Linked DNA regions of Zea mays: region 1 is linked to region 2. A link is a contact called in public Hi-C data. All regions are on one chromosome and are shown on one strand. Each heading gives the region's core, a stretch centred on a gene start, on an enhancer-like site or on the middle of the called end of the contact. The rest is flanking DNA. Distances are from core to core; before and after follow the strand shown.

Region 1 (5,551 bases), core at 1,877-4,376, 260 kb after region 2:
TAGCATCATATCCTTTCTGGGTGCGAGGCAATCCAGTAATGAAATCCATACCAATCTCTTCCCATTTCCACTCGGGTATCTTCAGTGGATGCAATAGTCCAGCTGGCCTCTGGTGTTCAGCCTGAACTCTTTGACATATATTGCACATAGCCACATGTGCAGCCACATCTCTCTTCAATCCATACCACCAATACTTCCGCTTCAAATCCTGATACATCTTAGTACTACCAGGATGAATAGAATAATCCGAATCATGAGCCTCCTTTAAAATAGTCTCTCGAAGGCTTTTAATATCAGGAACACACATCCTGTTCTTGAACCATACAGTGCCTTGCTCATCTTTCGTAAATTCCGGAACTCGACCTTCAGTAATCAGATCCTTAATCTCTTTTATTTTAGCATCCTCAAGTTGACCTTTGCGGACTTCTTGCTCCAAGGTAGGTTCCACATCAATAGTGACGCCTTCAGTATGAGCAACTATCCCTAGGTTAAGTCTCCTGAAATCCTCAACAATCTCATCGGGTAGCTGGGCAACAATAGCTAAATGAACATGCTCCTTGCGACTCAAGGCATCTGCAACCAAATTTGCCTTGCCCGGGTGATAGTGAATCTCCAAATCATAATCCTTAATAAGCTCCAACCAACGACGTTGCCTAAGGTTGAGATCCTTCTGAGTGAATATATACTTCAAACTCTTATGATCCGTATATACTTGGCACTTGGTCCCCATGATATAATGTCTCCAAATCTTGAGCGCATGCACAACGGCTGCTAATTCCAAGTCATGAGTGGGGTAGTTCAATTCATGTTTCCGCAACTAACGAGAAGCATATGCAATCACATGACCTTCCTGCATGAGCACACATCTGAAAGGGAAATGTGCCCTTGGGCCATTTCTAAGTATTTTGGTGATTTAGTGTCCAACACAAGTGCCTAAGTGTAAAGAGGTGGACAAAGTACAAATCAAGGATAAAGGTATGTTTCTCAGACTTAGTACATTGTTTTATGGACTAATTTATTGTGTCTAAGTGCTGGAAACAGGAAAAATCCAATTTCGGATGATATACACTAATCAGGAATCAATGAGACCAAGACTGGAGAAGAAAAGATCGACATCGATAAGGAAGGATATAACAGTCAAAGCGAATCTCGAGATGAATCAAGATTCAAATATTTCGGATGAAGTCTTCTCCTTGCCATAATCTTTCTTACCACAACCTGTCCAGCTTATATCCACATAATAAGTAGCCGGATACCTATGCTCTCCTAATCAACCCCTATTGACTATAAAAAAATGAAACTCTAGATTTTTGAACCAATTATAGATTAAAAGCTAAATTACAAACAGATCCTTATGTATCCCTTTTTCTTACAAATCTCGAGGACGAGATTTCTGTTAAGGGGGGTAGAATTTGTAGCACCCAATATTCTGATTTTGGGATTAGTAAAATCTTTCTAAACCAAAGTAAAGTGACCCTGATGAATATTTACACTTAGGAGTTCACCCCTTCTAAAAATAAATAGTAATATTAAAATAATGTCAGTCTGTGAGTTTCAAGAAATAAATAAGAACATCCTTGTATGAGTTAAGATATTCATAAATGTTCTAAAAACGTTTAGTTTAAAGTCTCTTAATAGAGATTATTCCTTAAAAAGTATCTTCTATTAAAATAAATAAGTAATGAATATTGGTGCACTTTTAATTGGACCACACGCAATGTGGTATTGCGTTTGTATATATTGTTTGTGTATATGAACTATATATTTAAAAGTATTTGGATAAGTGAATAAGATAAATGAATAAATAGTACAAAATTCTAATTTACATGCTCGATCATTATTGAATGATGCATCTTTTTTTCTTGGAATTTGAATTGAAACAAAAAAAACAAATTAGAAAAGGAAAAGAAAAAAAGAAGAAGGCCATACCTGTTGCCGACCAGGCCAAAAAAACGCTCTCCGTTTTTTTTCCTGCTGGCCGCAGCATGCAACTGTGTGGGACCCACGCAATTGAGCCCCCTTCTCCCTCCGTATTGCTCGCATCCATCGTAACAACCTCACGAAGTGCTTAATCCAATCCTCCACCCACGTCGTGGATAAAAGCAAGGCCATGACCCCCCTGCGCATATCTGCCTACCCATGCGGTCCTCCCCCAAACGTCTTCATCATGGACGAAGCCAAGAAGCTGCCAGCGTTGATCCACACATATCGTTCGGTCCTCCTCTGGCGCTAAGAGATTTGCTGCCGATGCCGCGATTCACGCGCTGAACCAGCGTTCCGTTGCCGTTTTCCTGGACCGATGGCTAGTATTTAGGGCTCGTTTGGTAGAGCTCCACTCTATGATTCTCTAGCTCCGAGAGCTGATTCTCTAATGGAGTGATTCTGGGCGATTCTCTGGTAGGAGTGAATTTGTTGATGAATTGCGTTTGGCTGCTAGTTGTACCCAAGCTTGTTTAAGTGAGAACCTGATCTGTTCTTTGCTCTTACTTCCTCAGCAAATATTTCACAAGCTATCTTAACATTTTCATCGCACCAGTCTGCATTATCCTCCTTCATGGTGCTGTTATTGCCACAACCATGAATAATAAAAAAAAGATAAATCAAAGTGCTAGCTCTTCTAACATGGAAAACAACAGGTATAAAGCAGCAAGCATAGATTGATGATGAGCTTCTCGACTTGTGATTTTATTTATTTTTTCGTGCAGAACATTTCTAGAAATGGTGCTGCTGGACTGGACGTGTGAACTTTGGATTTTCACAGCTTCTATACTCGTGTGCAAAGATTTTCTTAAAAATGATTTTCAAATCAAGAAACCAATAGACACCGCAGGAGCTAGAGCAGAAGGAAAAAACACTCGCGTCCTCACCTCAATCGGCTACAGATTAGAGGGAGAGAGGAATGCAACTTCACCTTGCACACTGAAAGACGCGAGACGAAGAGATGGCGTAGTAGTGGACGGAAGGGGCTTGGGAGTGTTCTGGACGGAAGGGGCGGCAGCCTGGATCTCCAGCGTCCTAGGCTAGTAGCGGCTGGTAGCTTGGCGCCGCCGCGCCGCCTCCAACCCTAATGGCCACGGTCTGGACAAAAGCCAGGCTGGGCTTGTGGCTGGATGCCCGAGCGGGTGAGGGAGCCGGTAGAGCAGGTTTTTTTCGCTCCCATGTGCCAGTACAATTATTGGACGCGATTCGCTCCGCTCCTTCGGTGAAGCGTCTGGTTTTTTGACCGTTTGGCATATGAGAATTGATTCTGCTTCGGAGCGGAGCTGAAAAAGCGCTACCAAACGCAGCCTAAATACCTCCGCCAAGGAGCTAGGAGTGTGGCGTGAACTAACCAGCACGGGCGCTGAGGGCTGAGGCCGCGACGACGACGACCATGATGAGGCTGAAGCAGCACATGGGCCTGGTCTCCTCCCCTACCCCTGCCATCGTCGTGAGGCTCGGCAACAACACACCCCACCGCCGCCGAGCAAGTACAGCAATTACTACTCATAGCACCCAAAAGCAGCTCCTGCTCCTCGTGATCTCCTCCTCCTGCTCCTTTTCTCCGTCGTCTTCTTGACCCCTGCCGTCTCGTTGCCCCCAGCTCGGTCTCGGATCGTGTCGTCCTCCGCCTCCGACGCCGCGCCGTTCGAGAAGCCCAGGGCCGTGGTCAAGAAGGTCCTCGCGCAGTCGCAGCCCGAGGGTCAGGGTGCCACCGTCCGTAGGAGCATCGGCAGGTACGCTGGCAGTGGCAGATGATTCGATTTGGTCGTGCTGCTTCTCCTCTCCTCGCCCTCGGTATCACGAGGCGTTGGCTGACTTGTCCTCGCCGCCTTGCGCGTCCGTGCAGGCACGAGCTCCGCAACCTGGACCCGTTCCTCCAGCTCGACGAGTTCACAGGTAATACCACCACTCTATTTGCGCCCAGATTTCCAGCCTTCTGCGAATCCGCACGCTCGGATCATCCGAGCTTTCCTGCTCGCCTGGCTCTGGCTGCCTGCTGTTTCCTTCCCTCACCCCTCTCTCTTGGTTGGTCTCGCAGTCTCCAAGCCCGCCGGGTTTCCCGACCACCCGCACAGAGGATTCGAGACCGTCACCCACATGTTTGAGGTGCGTTACGTCTGCTCCACATCTTCTCTTCTCTTCTCTTCTCTTCTCTTCAAACGTCCCCGCCCCACCATTTTGGTTCCGGTTGGTGGCTACTGCAGGGGGCCATCACCCACCAGGACTTCGCTGGTCACAAGGGCACCATCAGGACAGGGGACGTGCAGTGGATGACGGCGGGGCGAGGCATCGTGCACTCGGAGATGCCGGCTGGGGACGGCGTGAGCGAGGGCCTGCAGCTCTGGATCAACCTCTCCTCCAAGGACAAGATGATCGAGCCGCGATACCAGGAGCTGGAGCGCAAGGACATCAGCCGCGCGGAGACCGAGGACGGCGTGGAGGCCCGCGTCATCGCCGGGGAGGCCTTCGGCGTGGCGTCCCCCGTGTACACGCGCACTCCCATCATGTACGTGGACTTCACCATGCGACCTGGGTCCCGCCTGCACCAGCCTGTCCCGGAGGGCTGGAACGCCTTCGTCTACGTCGTCGACGGCGAGGGCGTATTCGGACGGGAGACGGCCACGGCACACCACTGCCTCGTCCTCGGCTCCGGCGACGGCGTCAGCGTGTGGAACAGGTCCGCCAGGCCGTTAAGGTTCGTCCTCGCCGCCGGGCAGCCGCTCGGTGAGCCCGTGGTGCAGCACGGACCCTTCGTCATGAACTCGCACGCCGAGATACAGCAGGCCATGGAAGACTACTCCTACGGCAAGAACGGCTTCGAGAGGGCCGGCCAGTGGAGCTCCTCCGCCTGATCGGCGAGGCTATCGCGTTAAATTAAATAAATGTGTGTAATACACACAGCTCAACGCTTCCCTTAAGTTATGTAGCAACGCCATTTGTTGGTGATTAACGAGTGATCGAGCAAGCTTAAAAAAGTTCCACTCCTTTTAAACTTATATATTTATCGGTATTTTAGCTAATACAATAGTTTATTGAGACTATTGTATTCGTGTATCGAAAGTTATGTAGCAATGCCATTTGTGGGTGATTACCGTGTTTTCCGGTCGAAGTATCAGCTAGTTCAATCATTTATAACTGGAGACATTTGACCTTGTTTGGAACTTCACAATCATTTAACTTGTTCGTGCTATGAAATTATTATATACTCCCTCTATCCTAAAATAATATTTATTTTAGATCTAGACACATATATAAAACACACTCTCTTTATTCCCAATGAAAATTTGTTTTAGCATTTTAATAAATTTATAAAATAATTGATGTATATGTTATATATATAGAGATTCGTTACCATCCATTTAAATATAGAAATAAAAATTAAGGGCTAGAACGAGTAGTAATTTGCAACGGAGAGAGTATATGAATCCATTAATTATCTAAAATAAATTTTAACTTAAAATATAATACTTTTTATAAATTTTCTACATTTTAACAGCCTTTTGGTGGCCTTTGGGTAATGGTGGCTACGCAGACTATTAAAATAATTAGAACATGTGGCGCCCTATAT
Region 2 (6,033 bases), core at 2,327-4,826:
ACCTGTATGGCTATATGCTTGCAATCGCTTGTTTGATTTTTGGTTATGTCATGGTTGTCCAGTGGAACACTGCATTTGTGTGGAATGCACTGCAATGCTTCGGTGAAGCTCCAGAAGGACAGACAAAATCATTAACCAGCTTCATTTCTGCCCAAAAAAAAAAGGAAAGAAATAGCACATAGGTTTTTTGAGTTCTTCCAATAGGTGCACAATAAACAAATATGAATCTACTGTATGCCATTGGCTACCTTTTCGGTTCAGTAAAATCAACTTAATTATGTTAATGAGGGAAGGAATATAATAGTTTTTTCCCTCAAACAGCGTGGGAGAACTGTGCAATTTCACTGAGGGTTATTTTGTCAACTCCATTTTCCCAAAGAAAAATGAACTATTTTTTCTTGGAAAAATTGAAATCCCTAGTAAAAATGGTGTTGACAAACTAGTCCTAAAAAATAATATGGGAGGGGGGGGGGCAAAAAGAATAGTTCTACAGGAAGTCAGATGCTAACAGGTGTGAAATGATACATACCGAGGCATCATTGTTGTCCAAGTGAAGGAAACCACCATGGCCACGGGCATTTGTGAACTTGTACAGAGGTCCAAAGGCTGATGAGAACTGTGTTAGTCATAAGGAGATTTTTCTAAACATAAGAATAGAGCAATATTGCTGGTAAAATCATCCTAGTATAACCATTGTACCCACGAAATTTTCGCAACATTAGGTAATATCCTCATGTGAAAGGTTGGGTTTAGAAAATTGAGTCAGGCCTGGCCCAGTTGTATTTTTCTCATGCTTTATCAATACTTATATATAGGGACTGTCTAAGTGTCTCACTCCTTGTATGCAGGTTGCTACATAACTTGACAACCAGTGTTCAAAGTGTTGTTGTGCCAAATCTAGATTTAACTATGTGGGCTTCAGGTTCTCATTGCCAAAAAAAAAAAAGCAAATCAGATCAGGGAAGACCACATCAAGAATAAAACATGCAGAAACAAAAGCATTGCCAAATCAAGTTTTAGCTTGAAAGCATCATTGGATCTAGAACTTCTTTATACCACTATCTTGGGGAAACATGGACCTATAGCTGTAGTAGGCAATACCTTTACACCAAGGAACACAAAGAATGTTTTGTGTAAGATTACCTTCATAGCCACCATACACAGGGTCTTCAGACAGTAAAAGAGGTGTGTCCAGGTCAACGAAACTGCATCCATAAGTTTAGAAAAAACAACTTTAGCAGCTGATTTGACAAGTATAAGATATGATATATACAGGTTGTGGTTTCAGCATCCTGATGACAATGCCTCTTGCTCATAAAAAGATAGTTTGGTAATTTTCACAGCAGAACAAACCTAAAGCAACCAAGGCCAGCAGCTAAATGACCAGCAAAGCCCATAGCAATCCTAGTCTCGACCATGCCACCGATCATCAGAGCAGTATTGGATTTTCTTGCAGCATTAATTATTTCAAGGGCTCCAAGAACCCCTAACTTTGCCAACTTGATGTTAATAACATGGGCAATATTCCCTTGTATTATTTTCTGAGCATCAAGCAAACTCCGACAGCTCTCATCAGCAGCAACAGCGACCTTGTATTTCTCCATGGCCACAGCGCTGACATCTCGGAGACCTTCCCAATCATCTCTGTGAACTGGTTGCTCGAAGAGCACAGGGGTCACTCCCATTTCTGAAACCAATGGAAGAATAGTAGCATATTAACTTAGTTCAAGCACAGGAAGAAGGTCGTACAGTTCAGATGACAAATAGCAAACAGGTTCAAGCGTATTGAAACATTTTTAAAATGAGAATTCTAGCCATTTACAATTTGCAGATGTACGGACCATTTAGTCTATCGAGAACCTCAATTGCTTGATTTGCTGTGTATCCCTCATTGGCATCCAAAATAAACGAGCAATCTGGATGGACAAGCCGTATAGCTTTCAGAACTTCTATATCTGAATTCAAGTTCTTCCCAACCTTGAGCTTTAGAGTTTGAAACCCTTGTCCGCGGTATTTTGCAGCCAATTGAGCAGCTTCATTTGGGGTCACGATTGGAATCTGAATAGTGAAATATCAGGATAAAATTTTGGTTATGGCATTTAAAAGCCTTCAGGACCAGGAGTCAGTGCAGTAAGGTAATCACACCGTGATGTCAGTTGTCACGCTATCTGATGCTCCTCCAAATAATCTCCATAGAGGTATGCGAATGCTATTAGCAACCGCGTCAATCAGCGCCATCTCCACTCCTGCTCTGGCCTTAAATGGAAAAGGATACAATTAAATACAACCATAGGACTAATCATTAATAAGTCTAAACAAAAATCAAGCAATTGAATGGCCATCAAGAAAAATGAGAATCAATGAGAAACTATGTCAGTTCCTTATGTCTGCATCTCATCAATTTCCAAGGGAAAAAAACTGGAACGCCTCCATATGTGCTAGTATATGTTAAAGGAGCCCTAAAGGAATCCGTATGAGGAATCACGTTCCTATCCTATCCTCCCTAGGATGAATGATCAAACAGCAGCCAATCCACCGCGGTATCGCAAGGCAAATTTTACTTGCCGAAGCAGGACGTAGAGAAGCTGCGGATCCCTCACCGAGGCGAAGGCGTGTCCCGGGAGCACACCGGCAACGTCCTGCAGCAGGGCGCCGAGGGGCGCCGCGGGGGCGGCGGCGAGCGCGGCGCACGCCCGGGCCGCGGCGCCGAGCGCCGCCGGCTGGTCCTCGGCGGTGACGGAGGGCAGCACGGGCGCCTCGCCCCAGCCGACGGCGCCGCTGCGGAGCTCGACGCGCACGGCGACGTTGGAGAGCGCGGCGAGGCGCGAGGACGCGATGGTGAAGGGCGCGGCGAGCGGGACGCGGAGCGGGCGCGCGCCGGCCGCCGCCACGTCCACGGAGAAGGTCTCCTTGAGCGCGTCGAAGCCGAACGAGCCCACGGGGGAGGGCGGGGGCGGGGACGGCGAGACGGCGCGGAGGCGGGTGGTGGCGGTGGCGGCCGCGGGCTGGTGGCGGCCGGCCGCGACGACGAGGCTGGGCGGCCTCGGGGTAGGGGCGGGGCTCGCGCGGGTTCCGGCGGAGAGCCGGAGAGGCGACGAGGAGACCGAAGGGTCCATGGTGCCCACTGCGTACGGGGGAAGCGGAGACCGGAAGCCGGGCGGCGGGATTCGCGGGGAAGCGGCGAAAGAAGACGAGCGAGCGAGAACGCAACGGGGAGAGAGAGAGAGAGAGAGGAGAGACCCCGAGTGGAGCGCTGGTTTTTTATAGTGTGGCACATCACATCGCATATAGACACATAATAGTACGTACAGCAGTGGGACGAGACAAAGCACCACACCAAGCGGGCAAGGGACAGTTGGCGAGAAGCACCCACGTGGGCGCACGGCTCTCCTCTCCTGTGCGATGCTGCGCGCCTGGGCGATGCCGTCGAGGACGAGGAGGGCGACGACACCGGCGCAGCGCGGAGGCCGGAGACCAACATGTGGGGCTGGTCCGGCTGGACGTCGCCGTGGTGCAGAGATTTCAGATTCCACGACGCTGATACGTTGGCACCGATCAGGTGACAGTGGCACCTCGACGCAGGCAGGTCATCCAGCCCTTTGGCCGTGTTGGTTTGTTGCTTGTTGCTTGTTGTGGTTCGTCGTGGAGCGGGAGGAGTGGAGGACACATCAGCAAGTAGCAACAGACAAGACCTTCGCTGTTCTGCATTGTGCATAATAGTCCTATTAGTTAGGGCCATACCCATCGGGTCAGCAAGGACCCGGCACGAATTTGAAAGCACGAAGGCCAGCTCAGCACGGGAGAGAAGAAGACGGGCCAGCACGACACGCTTAGCATGTTGGACTGTACTTATCGTTTCGGTCCGATGGCCCAAATGACACGCACGGGCAATTGGGTCGTGCCCGTGTCAGCCCGGCACAAAAATGGGCACGGACGCACCGTCGCACCGCACGCACCGTCGCACGCGACGCGTATTTTACCGCGACTGCGACGCCTCGTTTCTGTCGGCTCCCTCGTCCCTCTCCTAAACCCTAACGCCTCCGGTTCCAGTCTCCAGGGCGCTGCCGTCGCTGCCCTGTCACCGTCTCTTCCATGCTCGCCTTTGGCGACCACCGGTCGCATCTGATGCGGCGTTTCATTGCCGGATCCCTAATGTGCTTCGTTCTATCCAATGGTTCGTTCTATCTCAAAACCCTAATCCCGATTCACAAGTATGTTTCCTATGAATCGAAGCGCCGTCGCCGACGCCAGCTCAAGGCTCAAGCGCTCAACGAACTTCGCTAAGAGGCAGCAGTAAGTGACTTTTCCCATTCGTGCCTGTTCGGCCGGTTTGCATTCGGGCCTTTTCACATTCGTGCCTTTCCCCAAGAGGCAGCAGTAAGTGCTTTCTCCTTAAATTCTCACCTAGTTGAATCATGCTGACTAATGGGCTCGAGCTCACTTGCTTTATTTATACAGCAGTTTCTCACCTAGTTGAATCATGCCTTTTCCCAGAGTACCCCAGTTTGCTTGCTACTCACTTGCTAGATCTATATTCATTTGCTCTACAATGGGGAGGAAGAGGGTAGCTGGTAGAAAAGCTTTTTGTAGTAGTAGGATAGATGATTCCAGCAATCCTATTTCTAGTGAATTCTCCCCTACCATGGAAGTCCCTGGGCCTCGACCTGTTTATAGTCCCTCCTTACGAGTACCAGGAGATGGTGGTGGCACTGAGCCTGTATCTGGTTCTAGTTCCTTTTCCTTACCACTACCAGTAGATGCTAGTAAAGGGTTGAGTCTGGTTCTAGTCCCTTAACAGCAGATGGTGATATTAGTGTTGATGTGTCAGTAAAGGGTGCTAAACCATCTATTTCTAGGGCAGAGTGCTGGAAGCATATGGATAAGCGGGAGATTATCGAGAATGGTATAAAAAGTTATATTGTTATATGTCACTATTGTAAAACTGAGTTGAGTGCAGATTCTGCTGGTGGCACTAGGCATTTGAATCGACACTTCAAAGCTTGTTTAAAAAAGGTAGGGAAAACTTTTGGTGCAGGTATGCAAACTCAACTAAACTTTGCTGCGGACGGCACTGTAAGTACTTGGGTTTACAATCCACAATTAGCTAGTGAAGAAATTATTAAATACATTGTTTCTAAAGACTTGCCTATTATGATGGGAGAAAGCCCTAATTTTAAGAATCTGATTCAGTGTGCTTTCTGCCCACAATACCAACCTGTTAGTAGAACTACTATAAAATCAGGTCTCAGTATCACAAACAACTTGCTGTTCTTAAAGAAAATTTAAAAAAAATCAGTTTTCGTTTGCTTTAACTTCATATATTTGGACTTCATCACATCAAAAGACTAGTTACATTTCTGTTGTTGCACACTATTTGGATAATTTATATTGTCTTCATAAGCGTGTTATAGGTTTTAGAGTGATGTATGATTCACATACTGGTACTGCAATTGCTAATCATATTCTTGAGGTGGTTAATGATTTTAACATAAGGAATAAGATTTTGTCTATTACTCTTAATAATGCTTCCTCAAATATAAATGCGATAGAATCTCTTACCCCTCATCTGCAGTCATACATAGATGGTTATGTTGTCCAACAAAGGTGTGTGTGCCACATTATCAATCTAGTTGTTCAGGATGGCATAACAGTTGTTAGTAAGTATTTGGATAATGTTCGTGCTGCTGTTCGTTTCATAACTAGTACTCCTCAAATGATTAAAAAATTTGGTGAGTATTGCAAGGCAAATAATTTGAAATCAAGGAAATTTGGCCTCGATATGAAGATAAGATGGAATTCAACCTACCTTATGCTTAAGAAACTGGAAGGTTATAAAAAGATTATAACTGTCTTTGTGAATGTTAATGCTCTTGATATTGATTTGGTGCTAACTGAAGCTGATTGGTATATGGTGAAACATTTTAGAGAGTTCTTGATGCCCTTTTATGTAGCCACAAATGTTTTATCAGGTGTTTACTATCTTACATCCTGCTTAGTCATTGATTACATTTGGTTAATTGTTGAGTCATTTGC

The links. Hi-C and Micro-C count contacts between places; a contact is called where the count stands out from the background.
Region 1: a Hi-C map of tassel shows a contact between it and region 2, with 2.9 times the contacts expected there. The contact joins the promoter of LOC100284285 here to the promoter of LOC103634810 in region 2. A contact is called at or near these places in 2 of 25 Hi-C or Micro-C datasets (ear and tassel).

Annotation. Positions count from the first base shown.
Region 1 is chr8:13,995,219-14,000,769 of Zm-B73-REFERENCE-NAM-5.0, forward strand. It overlaps LOC100284285 (pirin-like protein), which reads left to right and starts at 3,127. Exons shown (of 5, transcript NM_001157180.2): 1 at 3,127-3,470; 2 at 3,584-3,716; 3 at 3,830-3,879; 4 at 4,022-4,089; 5 at 4,188-5,110. The coding sequence starts at 3,374. The coding sequence ends at 4,835.
Region 2 is chr8:13,736,112-13,742,144 of Zm-B73-REFERENCE-NAM-5.0, forward strand. It overlaps LOC103634810 (L-Ala-D/L-amino acid epimerase), which reads right to left and starts at 3,577. Exons shown (of 7, transcript XM_008657399.4): 1 at 2,601-3,577; 2 at 2,146-2,256; 3 at 1,842-2,058; 4 at 1,354-1,687; 5 at 1,144-1,205; 6 at 530-606; 7 at 1-147. The coding sequence starts at 3,287. The coding sequence ends at 142.